Regions from separate parts of the Mus musculus genome. Here region 1 is linked to region 2. The links are chromatin contacts, called in public Micro-C maps. All regions are on one chromosome and are shown on one strand. Each heading gives the region's core, a stretch centred on a gene start, on an enhancer-like site or on the middle of the called end of the contact. The rest is flanking DNA. Distances are from core to core; before and after follow the strand shown.

The links. A called contact is a pair of places that touch in the nucleus more often than the background predicts.
Region 1: a contact with region 2 is called in a Micro-C map of muscle stem cells, with 4 times the contacts expected there. The contact joins the promoter of Prpf3 here to the promoter of Adamtsl4 in region 2. A contact is called at or near these places in 16 of 39 promoter capture datasets (the 3T3-L1 cell line, the C10 cell line, HPC-7-derived erythroid cells and 11 more), 2 of 484 Hi-C or Micro-C datasets (embryonic stem cells and muscle stem cells), 4 of 115 datasets of contacts at active chromatin or transcription factors (the HPC-7 cell line, bone marrow-derived macrophages, embryonic stem cells and 1 more) and 3 of 9 other capture datasets (adipose tissue, liver and pancreatic islet).

What each region holds. Positions count from the first base shown.
Region 1 is chr3:95,851,078-95,858,157 of GRCm38.p6, reverse strand. Prpf3 (pre-mRNA processing factor 3) reads left to right here and starts at 2,273. Exons shown (of 16, transcript NM_001316751.2): 1 at 2,273-2,409; 2 at 4,521-4,714; 3 at 6,465-6,595. The coding sequence starts at 4,570.
Region 2 is chr3:95,686,260-95,692,947 of GRCm38.p6, reverse strand. Adamtsl4 (ADAMTS-like 4) reads left to right here and starts at 5,031. Exons shown (of 18, transcript NM_144899.3): 1 at 5,031-5,127.

The DNA.
Region 1 (7,080 bases), core at 1,024-3,523, 170 kb before region 2:
AGGAGAAGGGAGGGGGAAATAGAAGTCTCTTCTTCAAAGGGGTTACGAGAGGAATAAAGGAAATATAGATGTTTTGATAGGGGCAGATGTGGATGGATAGAAGAGTACAAAGTAAACTCATATATGTCAGATAGTTGATGTTATTGCAGTGCTGACATCAGACCCAGGGTCTGAAGCATGCTAGACAAGTACTATACTACTGAGCTGAATCCCAAGTTCTGGTCTTCTGTGTTTATGTGCCTGTGGAATCCTGAAAACAACTCCAAGGAGTCAATTTTCTCCTGCTGCCTTAGGGGATCCTGGAAGCAAACTGGTGCCGTTGTAAAACACCTCTACCTACAGAGCAGGCCTTCATCTGAGTTTTGCCAAAACTGCCAAAACTATTCAAACAGGGAAAGGACAGCCTGAGAGCTTGGTTTGGTGGTTCAGGCCTGTAATCTCAGAATTTAAGAGATGGAAGTGAGAATATCAGGAGTTCAAGATCATCTGCATAGTGAGTTTGAGGCCAGCCTGGGCTACGTGAGACTCTGCCTCAAACAAAGCAAATAATAGTATCAGGAAATTGGATATTCATGAGCATAAAAATGAGTTAAAGTTGGGCATAGTGGCACATGCTATAGACTACCAGAAGTACTTTCTCTCTCTCTCTCTTTTTTTTTTTTTTTTTGGTTTTTCGAGACAGGGTTTCTCACCACTGCCCGGCTTTTTTTTTTTTTTAAAGATAAACTTATTTTATTTATACGAGCACACTGTAGCTGTCTTCAGACACACCAAAAGAGGGCATCAGATCCCATTACAGAGCCACTATGTGGTTGCTGGGAATTGAACTCAGGACCTCTGGAAGAGCAGTCAGTGCTCTTAACCACTGAGCCATCTCTCCAGTCCCAGAAGTACTTTCTCTTACCTAACTGCATTTGATGTCCCTTATCTAACCTCTATCCACTACCCCCACCTTTCCCAGAGGAACTGCCATTCCTTAAAAAAAAAAAAAAAAAAAAAAAAAAAGTTTTACATTTTATTTGGGGGATGTGTAGTGGGGAACTTGCCATGGTAGACAAGTATTTATTAAGTACTTAATTGTATGAGTGTTACTGTAAGTATAAGCACTAAGCGTGTGGTGGCTATTCCTGGTTATCTACTTGACTATATTTGGAATGAACTACAATTCAGAATTGGAAGGCTCACCTGTGATCCTAATCTGGAGGCTGAGATATACAATTTCTGACCTGGATCTTGGCACGGAGATCTTGAGGCATAGTGGCTATAAATTCCAGAAAATTAAGACTGGGGGATCTTTGAGTTGAAGGCTTGGTGGCACACACCTTTCATCTGGGCCACACCTTCTGCTGGAGACCTACATAAGGACATTGGAAGAAGGAAGATTCTCTCTCTCTTCTCCACCTGCTTGTCTTGTGGGACTGAGCAACTGCTAGATCCTTGAACTTCCTTTCATAGCTGCTGCTGCCCATTGTTGGGACTTGGACTACAGACTGTAAGTCATCAACAAATCCCCTTACTATACAGAGACTACCCATAAGTTCTATGACTCTAGAGAACCCTGACTAGTACAAAGCCTAAGTTAACTTTTATGAATACGGTAGATGATACTACAAGTACAATAAGGAAAAAAAAAAGAAAAAAGAAAAAAAAAGTGGGACTCTAGAGCGTCAAGTATCAAAATTAAATAGGGCGGCCAGAAAGGCTTCTCTAAGGCTAATTTGAGCACAAACCCGAAGTAGAGTGGAGTGCAAATCTTGTAGTTTTCTTAGTAAAGAGCCATGCAAGGCAGAAAGCGACAAGCGAGAAAGTAGTCTGGTTTCTGAGGCTGAGCTAGCAATTGGAATACTGTTATCCCTAGAGGTTAGGAAGTGAGGCAGGTTTTGGTGTTTCATTGGCGAATGGGAAGCCAGGGGATAGCTCTGAATCTGTTCTTTTTTGTTGCCTGGTCTCTGGTATCGATTTTAAATTAGGGAGGCAAAGTTAAGGGAGGGCAGCTAATGCTAGAGATCACAATTTTTTTTTTTTTAAACTAGAAAGGACACTTTGAGTACGAATGTGGACGTCCTTGCTTTTAGTTCTAAGTGATAATCTTAGCGCACTAACTCTTTGGACCCGAGGGAATGTGATGCCAACCGATTTCTGCTCCGGGAAATAATGCCCGAACTAACGTTGGCATCGCTCCGGGACAACCCGCGGACTAGGCTTTAGGATCCCGCGGCGCGTGCGCCCCGCGGCCGGCACCTTGATACCGCGGCTGCGCAGCTGAGGCCCCGCCTTCCGTAGTCACGTGCCGTAGGGACCGCAGCGTGGCGGTGTGTGGCGGTAGCGACGGCGGGCCGTAGGGCAACCGGAAGGTTTCCGGTTCCGGTGTAACGTTCGGGCTCCGTCTCAGGGGCTGAAGTTTGTGAGGTGAGTAGTGGCCCCGCGCCCGAAAGGCTGTAGCCTTCGGTGCGAGCGGCTGGACAGGGCGGGAGTGCTCGGCGGGAAGCAGGCTGGGAGGACTCCCTGGTTCTGTCCGGGGAAGAAGTCAGAATGGGCTGGCTGAAGGCAAAGGGCGGGGGCGGGAAGCAGCAGGGTGGGCAAACCTGCCCTGAGGTGAGGAGTTAGCGCGGACTCGGTGGGGCCGGGGCCAGGTGGGAAGATAGCAAAGACCGGAGCATGGGGTTCCAGGGGCTTGTAGCGTAGAAAAGTAAGGAATCCCTTCGGAAGATGAGATTCTGCTACCTGCTCATTCAGAAGACAGCGTTCTGCCTCCCTCCCCTTCCCCTTCCCCTTCCCCTCCACCCCCCAGCCCCCCACCGACGCTGACGCCCCCTCGCTATTAGAGTTGAACATCTGGTTAGTGACAACTCTACTGACTGAAACTTTCTTATCCATTGACTGTTTCGTTTGCACATTCGGGTCGAATTTGAAGACATCCATTTGTTAGTATATTTCTTGAGCTTACATCCAATATGCTTAATATGCTTCACCTATTACTCTGGATTTTGAAAATTGCTTAAACTTTCTAGCCTATTATTCAATTGTAGTGGGTTGTAAGTCCCATTAACATGAGGATTCTTGGCTGTTTTGTTCACTGCTGTGTGTGTCCTTACATGCAGTAAGTATTCTGCTTGACAAGAAATAGTAACTTAAGTATTTATTGAATGGAGTGTTATACCAGATGTCTCATTTTCTAAGATAAGTATACTGAGGCTCTCGGGAATTAACTTGCTTTCCTAAGGGCTTATGAATGGTGGTGCTTACTATATTCTATCTTAAATGGGCTTTCTTCTCCACTTTTAGTGCCTGTGGTTGCTTTCTTTTTGATAGGCAGTATACTGCTATCTCATGATGGCCCAAAAAAGCTATCCCAGGATTATTCATAAAAGTTGTCACTGAGAAACAGCCTTCCAGATTCATTCAGATGTATTAAATACTGTGTATTGACAGATCTTATGAGAGAGAAATCTGTCAAGAATGTAGGAGCTAATTAGACTGCATCTTTTTTTTTTTTTTTTTTTTTTTATGACAAGGTCTCATGTAGCCACCGGTGATGTTGAACTCTGTAGCCAAGGCTGGACTTGAACTCCTGATTCCCCTTGTGCTGGGATCACAGGCTTGTATGATCATTCTGAGGTTGCATTTTTTAGATGTCTTTAAACATCTTGAAAGAGTAATTCCCAGATCATACTAAGATGCATGGCAGTGCTAAGAGGAGGTCTTATGGGAAGTTGAGGTCGGTGCAGTCAATAGATTGACATGCAGCCATTAGGAAGAAAATCAGAAATTAAGTTATCTTTATGCTGGTGAAGATGTTGAGATTTAAGATTACCCAAATGTAAGCATGAATAGTGTTGAAATTTTTCTCCAACTGTGTTAAGTAATAAAAAAATCATGTTGGTGTATAGAATACTTACCAGCATGAATAAAACTACAGAGAAAGGTGACAGCATTCTTAAGGATTATGAGATTTAACACAGGAGGACTGACTTGAATAAACCCTCTTCTTTGAATCCGTTAGACAAGTTTTAGGTCAAAGTTAGGTTAGAGAATGGCTTCCAGAGCAGAAGTTGACTTCTAGATTGACTCTTCAGATGTTCTGTTTGCCAGTCTTTTGTGTGACAGGGTCAGAGTTAGAACCCATTCCTCAGATTACGTTATTCCTAGTTTGTTCATTCTTTAGATAGCAATGATGACTGATGCTGAGTTAGAATTAAAATATCAAATGAGTGGGGCATGGTTGTATGCTCCTAGAATTTCTCACTGGGCAAGTGGAGACAGGAGAGTTGCCAAGTGTTGAGTTCTGTATGAGCTACATTGTAAGACCGTATCTCAAAAAAAAAAAAAAACAAAAACAAAAACTAATGGACCCCTTCCTTCTGTTTTGAAGCTTGGTTTTAGGGAATGTATTTCCCTTCATATGAAGTGGAGAGATGTGCTTGGGGTTGAAAATAGGAATGGGGAAAAGCACTCTTATTATGCTATTATCTTGATTGTTTTGTTTTCCTTTTCTCTGACTCTTGCTTGGTTTCTTTTAGGTGTAGTTTTTTTGTCCCATTGGAGCTCTCATTCTCCATTTTCTCCGAAATGGCGCTGTCTAAGCGGGAGCTGGATGAGCTGAAGCCATGGATAGAGAAGACGGTGAAGAGAGTGCTGGGCTTCTCAGAGCCCACAGTGGTCACTGCAGCCTTGAACTGTGTGGGGAAGGGCATGGACAAAAAGAAGGCGGCTGGTGTGTACCTCTCTCACTCTTCTGACGTATAGTGATTCCAAACACTGATTTGAACTTCCCCAGGTTGTCCCTGTTAGGAGCATTAAAGGAAAGGTGGTGCTAGCCCCCTTCTCCTTTTGTTATTTGCTTGTTTTGAGACAAGGTCTCCTGTGTAGTTGTGTCTGACTTGGAACTCCTTAGAGATCCACCATCCTCTGCCTCCTGAGTGCAGGGGTTAACAGTGTGCACCACTCCCTCCTCCCCCTTTTTTATTTAAAAGACAGGGTCTCATGGAGCCCAGTCTGGCTTCCAGCTCACTAGCTGAGGATGGCCTAAGACTTATGAGTCTATTTCCTCTACATCAGCAGCTCTCCAGCTGTGGGTAGTGACGCCACAGGAGTCAAATATCAGATATCATGTATATCGGGTATTTATAGTACGATTCATATTGGTAGCAAAATTACAGTTAGGAAATAACATCAAAATAATTTTATGGTTGGGGTGGCCACAACACGAGAACTGTGTTAAAGGGTGGAGTCATCAGGAAGGTTGAGAACCGCTGCCCTACATCCTGAATTCTGTGATCACAAGCATGCACCACACCTGATGTATGCAGTGTTGGAGACTGAGGAAACCAGGACGTAGGCAAGCACTCTACCAACTGAGCCACACCTCTCTCCCATTTTCTCCTGTTACAATGGGAAGAACTTAAAAAAAACCAATTTTTCTCTTATTATTTGTGGTACATTGTAAATTACAATCTTTGGTTACCATACCAAATCACCTAAGTCAAATTTGCTTAGGAAATATACTACAATCAAAGATTGCTTCTGATTGACATCTCAAATATGAAAGTATAAGATAAGTGAAAGGTACAGGGAGGTAGGTTTTGTTATGGGAGGTCTTCCATAATTTGTTGTTGTTATGAATTAAGGTGATATTTTATCTTAAACTGGTTTTAGGGTGCTGGGGGTTGCACCCAGGCCCTTCTACCTGCCTAGCAAAGTATTTTCGACAGCGCTACTTACCCAACCCTCATTTTAAACTGTGATGTTCAACTTAAGCATCAAAAATGGCTGTACTACTTTCTGCTCCAAAAAAAGAAAAAGAAAAGAATCTTTACCTCATACAGCAGGGTCATTAAGTATACCAGAAACTGGGAATTAAGTATATCAGAAACTGGGAATTCTGCAAAGAAAATTGTTTTAGTTACTATGAAGACAGGGTACCACACTTGGGTCCATTGCAAGAGCAGTATGTGCTCTTAACCATCTCTAGTCCCCTACAAAGAAGTTCTTAAAACTTTGCTGGGCAGTGGTGGCACACACCTTTAATTCCAGCATTCAGGAGGCAGAGACAGGTGGATCTCTGAGTTTGAGGCCAGCCTGGTCTACAGACTGAGTTCCACGATAGCCAGGGCTACACAGAGAAACCCTGGCTCAAACAAAATAAAACAATAACAAAAAAAGTAAAAACTTGGGCTGGTGAGATGGCTCAGTGGGTAAGAGTACCCGACTGTTCTTCCAAAGGTCCAGTGTTCAAGTCCCAGCAACCACATGATGGCTCACAACCATCCATAACAAGATCTGACGCCCTCTTCTGGTGTGTCTGAAGACAGCTACAGTGTACTTACATATAATAAATAAATAAATCTTAAAAAAAAAAAAAGTAAAAACTTTTCCCCTCTTTTTTTTATTGTCTATTTATTACATCTGGTACTGGACTGTATGCTTTGACCTTTTTAATCTATGGCCTCTTTTTTTCCTGCCAGATCACCTGAAACCTTTTCTTGATGATTCCACTCTCCGATTTGTGGATAAGCTGTTTGAGGCTGTGGAGGAAGGCCGAAGCTCAAGGCATTCCAAGTCTAGCAGTGACAGAAGCAGAAAGCGAGAGTTAAAGGTAGGTTATGGTTTGTTATCTAAGAAGCTCAGCAGTGTTTGGAACGATAAGAAACGTGCTGAGCTTACCTCGCTCACACTTGGCATCTACTATTAGAACACCTAATATTGGGTATGGGGATATAGCTCATTAATAGAGTGATTGCCCGGCATGCATGAGGCCCTGGGCTCAGTCCATTACTGCAACAAATAAATAGATAAAAACAACAACAAAATAGAATACGTAGAGGGAATCTTAGAATTAAAGTAGAGGAGTAGGGTTTTCATTATCATGGTCTATGAGTGAAGTTCATTTGAAGTAGTTCAAAGAAGTAATTGATAGTCTGGTCCTTTTTTCACATGTGGTTTTGTTTTCACTGTTCCCTCCTTACTACTACCTATAGATTGAGCAATCCAAGAATCTTGGATTGCTTGAAGCCTAGACATGCTTCAGATTATTTCCACTGCTGCCTGACTGTAGACCTCATTCTTCCTCATTAATAGACA
Region 2 (6,688 bases), core at 3,782-6,281:
TGCATACCTATAAATAGAGTAACTGTCATCACTGCACAGAGCCACAAGACAGAGTGACATGTGTACAAACCCTCACTACGGTCTCAGGCAGAGTAAATACATGCCTGTTGCTAAATTATTATTAATCTGGTGCCAGAGGTCAAACCCGGCGCTTTGATGGGTATGTGCTAAGCCCTATCACTCAGCTTGGCCACTGAGTTAAATCCAGAGGGCATGGCGTTGTTATCATTAAGATATTTTTAGGGAAGATGGCTCAGCAGTTAAGAGCACTGACTGCTCGTCTGAAAGGTCTTGAGTTCAATTCCCAGCAACTACATGGTGGCTTACATCCATCTGTAATGGGATCCGATGCCTTCTTCTGGTGTGTCTGAAGACAGCTACAATGTACACACATACATAAAATAAATAAATATTTAAAAAATGAGTGTTTGCCTGTATATATGTAAGTTCACCATGTATGCCCGGTGCTCATGTCCAGGGAGGCCAGAAGAGGGTGTTGGATCACCTAGAACTGGAGTCACAGGCTGTCATAACCCACCAGGTGGGACTGAGCCTGGTTCCTCAGCAAGAGTAGACAGTGCTCTCAACTGCTAAGCCTTCTCTGAAACTCCTTATTAGAAAACCAGTATGCTCTGGGAGGTTTGTTGTTGTTTGTTTTGCTTTATTTTATTTTGTTTCATTTTTTGTTTTTATTTGACAGAGGGTTTCACTGTTTAGTTTGCTGTCCTAGAACTCACTCTGAGCTAGAGAAAGTAACCAAGGAGCTAAAGGGATCTGCAACCCTATAGGTGGAACAACAATATGAACTACCCAGTACCCTGGAGCTCTTGTCTCTAGCTGCATATGTATCAGAAGATGGCCTAGTCGGCCATCAGTGGAAAGAGAGGCCCATTGGTTGTGCAAACTTTATCTGCCTCATTACAGGGGAACGCCAGGGCCAAGAAGTGGGAGTGGGTGGGTGGGGGAGTGGGTGGGGGAGCAGGTAGGGGACTTTTGGGATAGCATTGGAAATGTAAAGGAAATAAATACCTAATTAAAAAAAAAAAAAGAAAAGAAAAGAAAAAAGAAAATTACCCAGATACAGAATGATACAAAAAAACAAACAAACAAAAAAAAAACCTCACTCTGTAGACCAGACTGGCCTCAAACTTAAGAGATCTGCCTGTCTCTGCCTCCTGAGTGCTGGGATTAAAGTTGTGTGCCACCACTGAATGGCCCTCAGGTGTTTTGTTTGTTTTTTGTGTATTTTCTTTTTACTTATGAGTATATGTGTGGGTCTGTGTGTGAATGTGGGTTTGTTCACATGTGAGTACAGGTCCTCACAGAATCCAGAAGAGGATGTTGGATTTCTTAAAGTTATAAATGGGATTGAAGGTGCCTACTGTAGGTGCTAGCAATTGAACATAAGTCCTCTGGAAGAGCAGTCAGTGCTCTTAACCACTGAGCCATCTCTCCAGCCCAGCTTGCTCGCTCGCTCGCTCTTTCTCTCTCTTTCTTTCTAATTTTTCTTCAAGACAGGGTTTCTTTCTGTAGTGCTGTCTTGGATCTCCATCTGTAGATCAGGCTAACCTTTAACTCAGATCTTCCTGCTTCTGCCTCCAGGGTTCTGGAATTAAATGTCACACACACACACACACACACACACACACACACCATCTTTAGCAGAATTTTGGATGGCTTGATCTTGTATACGTAGCCATGCTGAGCACTCACAAGGTTCCCCACTCCTGGTAACAACTTCTTTCTGAGTTAGGGTATCCACTGCTGTGATGAGACACCATGACCAAGGCAACTCTTTTTTTTTTTTTTTTTTTTTTTTTTTTTTTTTCAGAAATCTGCCTGCCTCTGCCTCCTGAGTGCTAGAATTAAAGGCATGCGCCACCATGCCTGGCTCCAAGGCAACTCTTTTTTTTTTTTTTTAAAGATTTATTTATTTATTATATGTAAGTACACTGTAGCTGACTTCAGACAATCCAGACGAGGGCGTCAGATCTTGTTACAGATGGTTGTGAGCCACCATGTGGTTGCTGGGATTTGAACTCCAGACCTTCAGAAGAGCAGTCGGGTGCTCTTACCCACTGAGCCATCTCACCAGCCCCCCAAGGCAACTCTTATAAAGGACAATATTTAACTAGGCTGGCTAGAGGTTCAGTCCATTATCAAGGCAGGAAGTGTGGCAGTGCCCAGCCTACACTGCACCTTCTGAAAGCTAGCTAGTAAAGTGGGACATCCTGTTTTGAGCAGAGTCTGATCAGTAGGGTTTTGTTGTCTGTTTGGGCCTTATGGAATAAAATAGTCTTGGCTGGCTGGCTGGCTGGCCAGATTATATAGTCTGATCTCCCTGCCTCCAATACCTGCTGGGATTACAGGTATGCAGCACCACACCCAGATCGGTCAGCACCCTTTGTCTTCAATTTGCTCCTTCCCTAGAGACGCTTTTGAGTGGACATCATCTATTTCTTGAATAATCTTCATGAAGCTACTTCTTAGCTTCTTCTTTAAAGATAGAGTCTCACTCTAACCTAGGTTGGTCTGGAACTCACTCTGTAGCCTAGGCTGGCCTTAGAACAATCCTCTTGCCTCAGGCTCCCAAATACTGGGATAGCAGGTATGAAGCACTAGGCCCAGGTTTCATATAATCTTTCTATAAAAAAGCAAAACAAAACAAAACAAAAGCCTTTTTTATGCATGAGACAGGATCCACAAATTTAAACTTACTCTTCCCAAGTTGCTGCGTCATCACAAAGTTCCCTGGACCACCAAGTCCAGGGGGGTTGACAGCTGTGTAGCTCTTTGGTACACAGCCATTTTTTAATGGACAGAAGTATTCAGCTCTCAGCAGTCAGAAATGTCAAAGGCAGCCCTTCCCTCCTCCCATCCTCCCCCTCCCTCCTCTTATCCTCCCCCTCCCTCCTTCCATCTTCCCCCTCCCTCCTCCCACTCCCTCCTCCCATCCTCCCCCTCCCCCCCCTTCCCTCCTCAAGGAGGTAGAACCCGTCTGTCCTGAAGCCAGTGTCCTTATAGGTAAGGGGCTGCTGATAACTGGGGTCAGCACTGAAAGCTGCCTGGCTTAAAAACCTCTTCCCTCCCCGAGGCAGGCGGACTGCCTTTGAACATTCGCCCTTGTGCCCGGCCTGAGTGAAGGGGCTTTCCCTGAGAAGACAGCTCTATCTATAAATACACCACGGGTTGGGACTGTGTGTCCACAGCCGTCCTTAGGGACGCCACACTTCCAGAGAGGGGTGTTAACCCATTGCTTTCCCAGGCTCTTCAGGACCAGACACAGGAACTGAGGAAGGTTAAGGAGAGACCCCTTGTGGAGGTGCTTGTCCTAAGAGAGTGGGAGGATTTGCTGAGAAACCAAAAAAAAAAAGTGCATGTTAAATTTCAAATAAAGTTAAAATCTGGATCATCCCAATACTGTATCCCAGACTCAGGCTAAGCAAGAGAAGTTCAAATTTGGGGTCAGCTTGGCTCCATAGCAAGTTTCCTGTCAATCGGCCCTACCGTGGCAGGACCTTGTCTAAATAACAAATAATATCTTTCTGCCTTGATCAGTGCTGGGAACGGCTGGGGACAGAACCCAGAGCATCCTGCATGCAAAGCTCTGCTTCAGCGCATTATTACACCCCCAGACATAGGGCTGTTTTATATACACACCCACTGCCTTGGGATAGACCCTGCTTCCACAGTTAACATGTCAGCTCCAAAGTGATCATTTCTCACTGGCAGGATCTGTTCAAACTAGACTTGGAGACTTAAGGACTTAAACTAGCTTCTGTGCCCTCAGCACAAAGTGTAACATATAGCCAAGAAACTAGGAAACATTAGCCGGGGGCACCAGGGCCCTCTGTTGTTTTATGGGTTGCAAGACAATATGTTGCTACAACTTCTGTATTTGAGTGTCTTGACATTGGTGGTGAGCCTGGCCTTCAATGGCTGAGCCATCTCTCTAACCTTGCTCTGGTATTTCATTGTTGAAACTAGGGTGGTCTCACTCTGTAGCCCAGCTTGCCCTAGAACTTGCTGGATTTCCCAGGCTGGTCTTGAACCAGTGGTTCCCCTCTCTTGCCTCAGCCTCCCAAGTGCTAAACATGCACTACCATTCCCTATATATTCTCCCCCACCCCCACCCCCCGCCCAGCCTCAGCTGGAATTCACCCTGAAGACCAGTCTAGTATCGAACAACCTATACGTTTTTGTTTTTCAAAGAAGTTACGAGGTTGGACAGGCAAGGCATAGGCAGGCCTTTAATCCCAACACTGCAGTAAGCAATAGCAGGTGGATCTCCATGAGTTGAAGGCTGGCCTGGTCTACACAGTTCAAGCCAGACAGGGCTACCGAGACCCTGCCTCAAAGACAAACAACAAACCAACAATCCATTAAAAGACATATGAATAGAATAAAAAGCATAAAAACTGAAAGCTGTTTTCATCCCTTCCCCACCCCTCCTCAGTCATTCTTCCACATGGAGATGGATAAACATTTCCAAGCCTAATATACACATCAAATTCTCCCATTCTACAGAGGACACTGCCGCATTGAAGTTGAAGTGCTCATGAAAGACCACAGAGCTGGCAAGTGCTCAAGCTGAAATTCAAATCCAAATTGTCTGACTCATAATTCAGCGTGCATTCCTCCCGCTAAGCTCCAGGGTGTAAAATTTTATGGATGAAGAAACCGAGGCTCAGAGAGGTCCCTGGCCATCAGAGCCACATGGTTCACTGCCCAGTATGGGAAAAGCGGAGGCGATGGCATTGGCTGCATGGAGGAGAGGGCCTTGGCTTGAGCAGATCTGAGTTTGCTCAGGGCTACATGGGTCTAGTTTGCAAATCCCCTTGCTGGTTCGGGGCTAGCCCAGGTTCTTCGAGGACAGGCTCCAACCAAAAGGAGCCTGCCAGAGTTGGTGGGGTCTCGAGCCCCGGGGCGGGCGCGGGAACCGTGTCCACAGCGTGGCTGCAAGCTCTTTAGCTGTACGGGGCACCCGGGGTGGGTGGTTGAGTCCGGCGCGTGGCGGGCGGGGCACGGGTGGCGTGGGGCGGAGCCTGCCGCGGGCGGCGCTGTCCTGGGGCTCCGGGCCGCGGTGGCCACTACCAGAGGCAGCTGGAGAGAGCGGGCGCAGAGAAGGTAGAACCTCCCCGACCCCCCGCCTGGGCTCTGACTGTCTCAGAACAGCGGACCCTAAGGCGAATTCCTGGGGAGGGGGTCTGGTCCCTGGGACTCCGAGTCCCATCACCCGGGCGAGGGCTTGTGCCAAGATTCCTATTAAGTCACATAGTGAAGTTGGAAAACATACCCAGGACCTCCCTGCACGCCGGCACAGCCGGCTCTTCCCTGAGGGGCTTCGGGAAGATGCGACCAGACGCCTGTACTCTGGGAACGCAGGGATAGGGTGTCCGGGAGGGATGCGGGTGAGTGCTCTTTGCACAACTCAATCTGTTGTGAGAGGTTGAGGGAAAAGACACCTGTTGGGATGTTTGGGGGGGGGGGGATGCCGTGAAAACCCTGGCATTCTGACAGGACAGCATCTCTCCTCTGCTAGCCCAGCCCTTACTAACCCTCCCTCCACCCGTCCACTCTGCATTGGCTCATTTGCCTGAAGTGAGCCTGGGGTGAAGGGGTTAGCACCCTGCAAGTCACTTTCCTTGGTGTCACTGGCCCACAAGGGGGTGTGACCAGGAGCAGCATAGGTTTGTGCTCAGCCAGGGTCCACCGTGACTTCAGGATGCCCACTTCCAACCTCATTTTCCTCACCCTGGGCGTGGAGAAAGGACAAACATACATTTGTGCGGGGGGGGGGGGGGGTGTCGGCTCCTGCTCCCCTATGCAGGGGAGGGTGGGGTGGACTTTTCCAGAGAGGGAGCCAGGCCTGGCCCTAGCCCCAGGAGTTCTCGTCACCCCCCACCCCTCACTTCTCCAGAGAGCTGCCAAAACCAGCTCAGGACAGGATTATGTGTACTGGGTAGACCACGGAGAGGCATCAGGGACAGACTGGAGGAGCAGAGAGGCGCAGAGGGAGGTGGAGAGGGGACCAGCATCAGACAGGTTGTGTCCATCACACACACCCCCCATCCTTCCAGCCTCACTGGGCAGGCAGAGGGCTGATGAGTGGGTTGAACAGGGCCACTCGTCCATCAGGGAAGTCGTAGATTCAGTGGCTGGCTCAACTGAAGAAGGACGTGGTGCCTTTTACCTCCTCCCTAGCTCCAAGAACTCAGCTCAGCCCATTTGGTCTCCTCCTCAAATTCCCAAGCCCTGGGGTCCCAGGGAGGGGGAGCAGGACCTAGCTTTGCCCCCCTCTCTGTCCTTTGCATGCCCTGATCTGGCCTACTTTGGCCAGCGATCCTTGGATTCTTCTCATGGTGCCATTCAAAGGCAGCAGAAACAGTGTTTTTCCTGGAAAGCAGAACTTAGATGGGATGAGGATGTGGGTAGGCGGGGCCTCAAAGAGAAGGCAGGGAATGGAGGATGGGGGTAGGGAGAGACAAGATTTGAGGACAGGTATGAAGACCCCTGCTACCCAGTGTTTACAGCTAGACTTAAGGGTGGACTTTCCAGGGATACGGGAGGGAGAACCTGGCAAGCATGGGCTGCTATGGCTACATCTCTCCTTCTTAGGTGTCCCAGTTTGGCTGAGCATTGTAAGGAAAAAAAAAAAAGCAGAAAACTAGTTGTACATGAGCTAAGT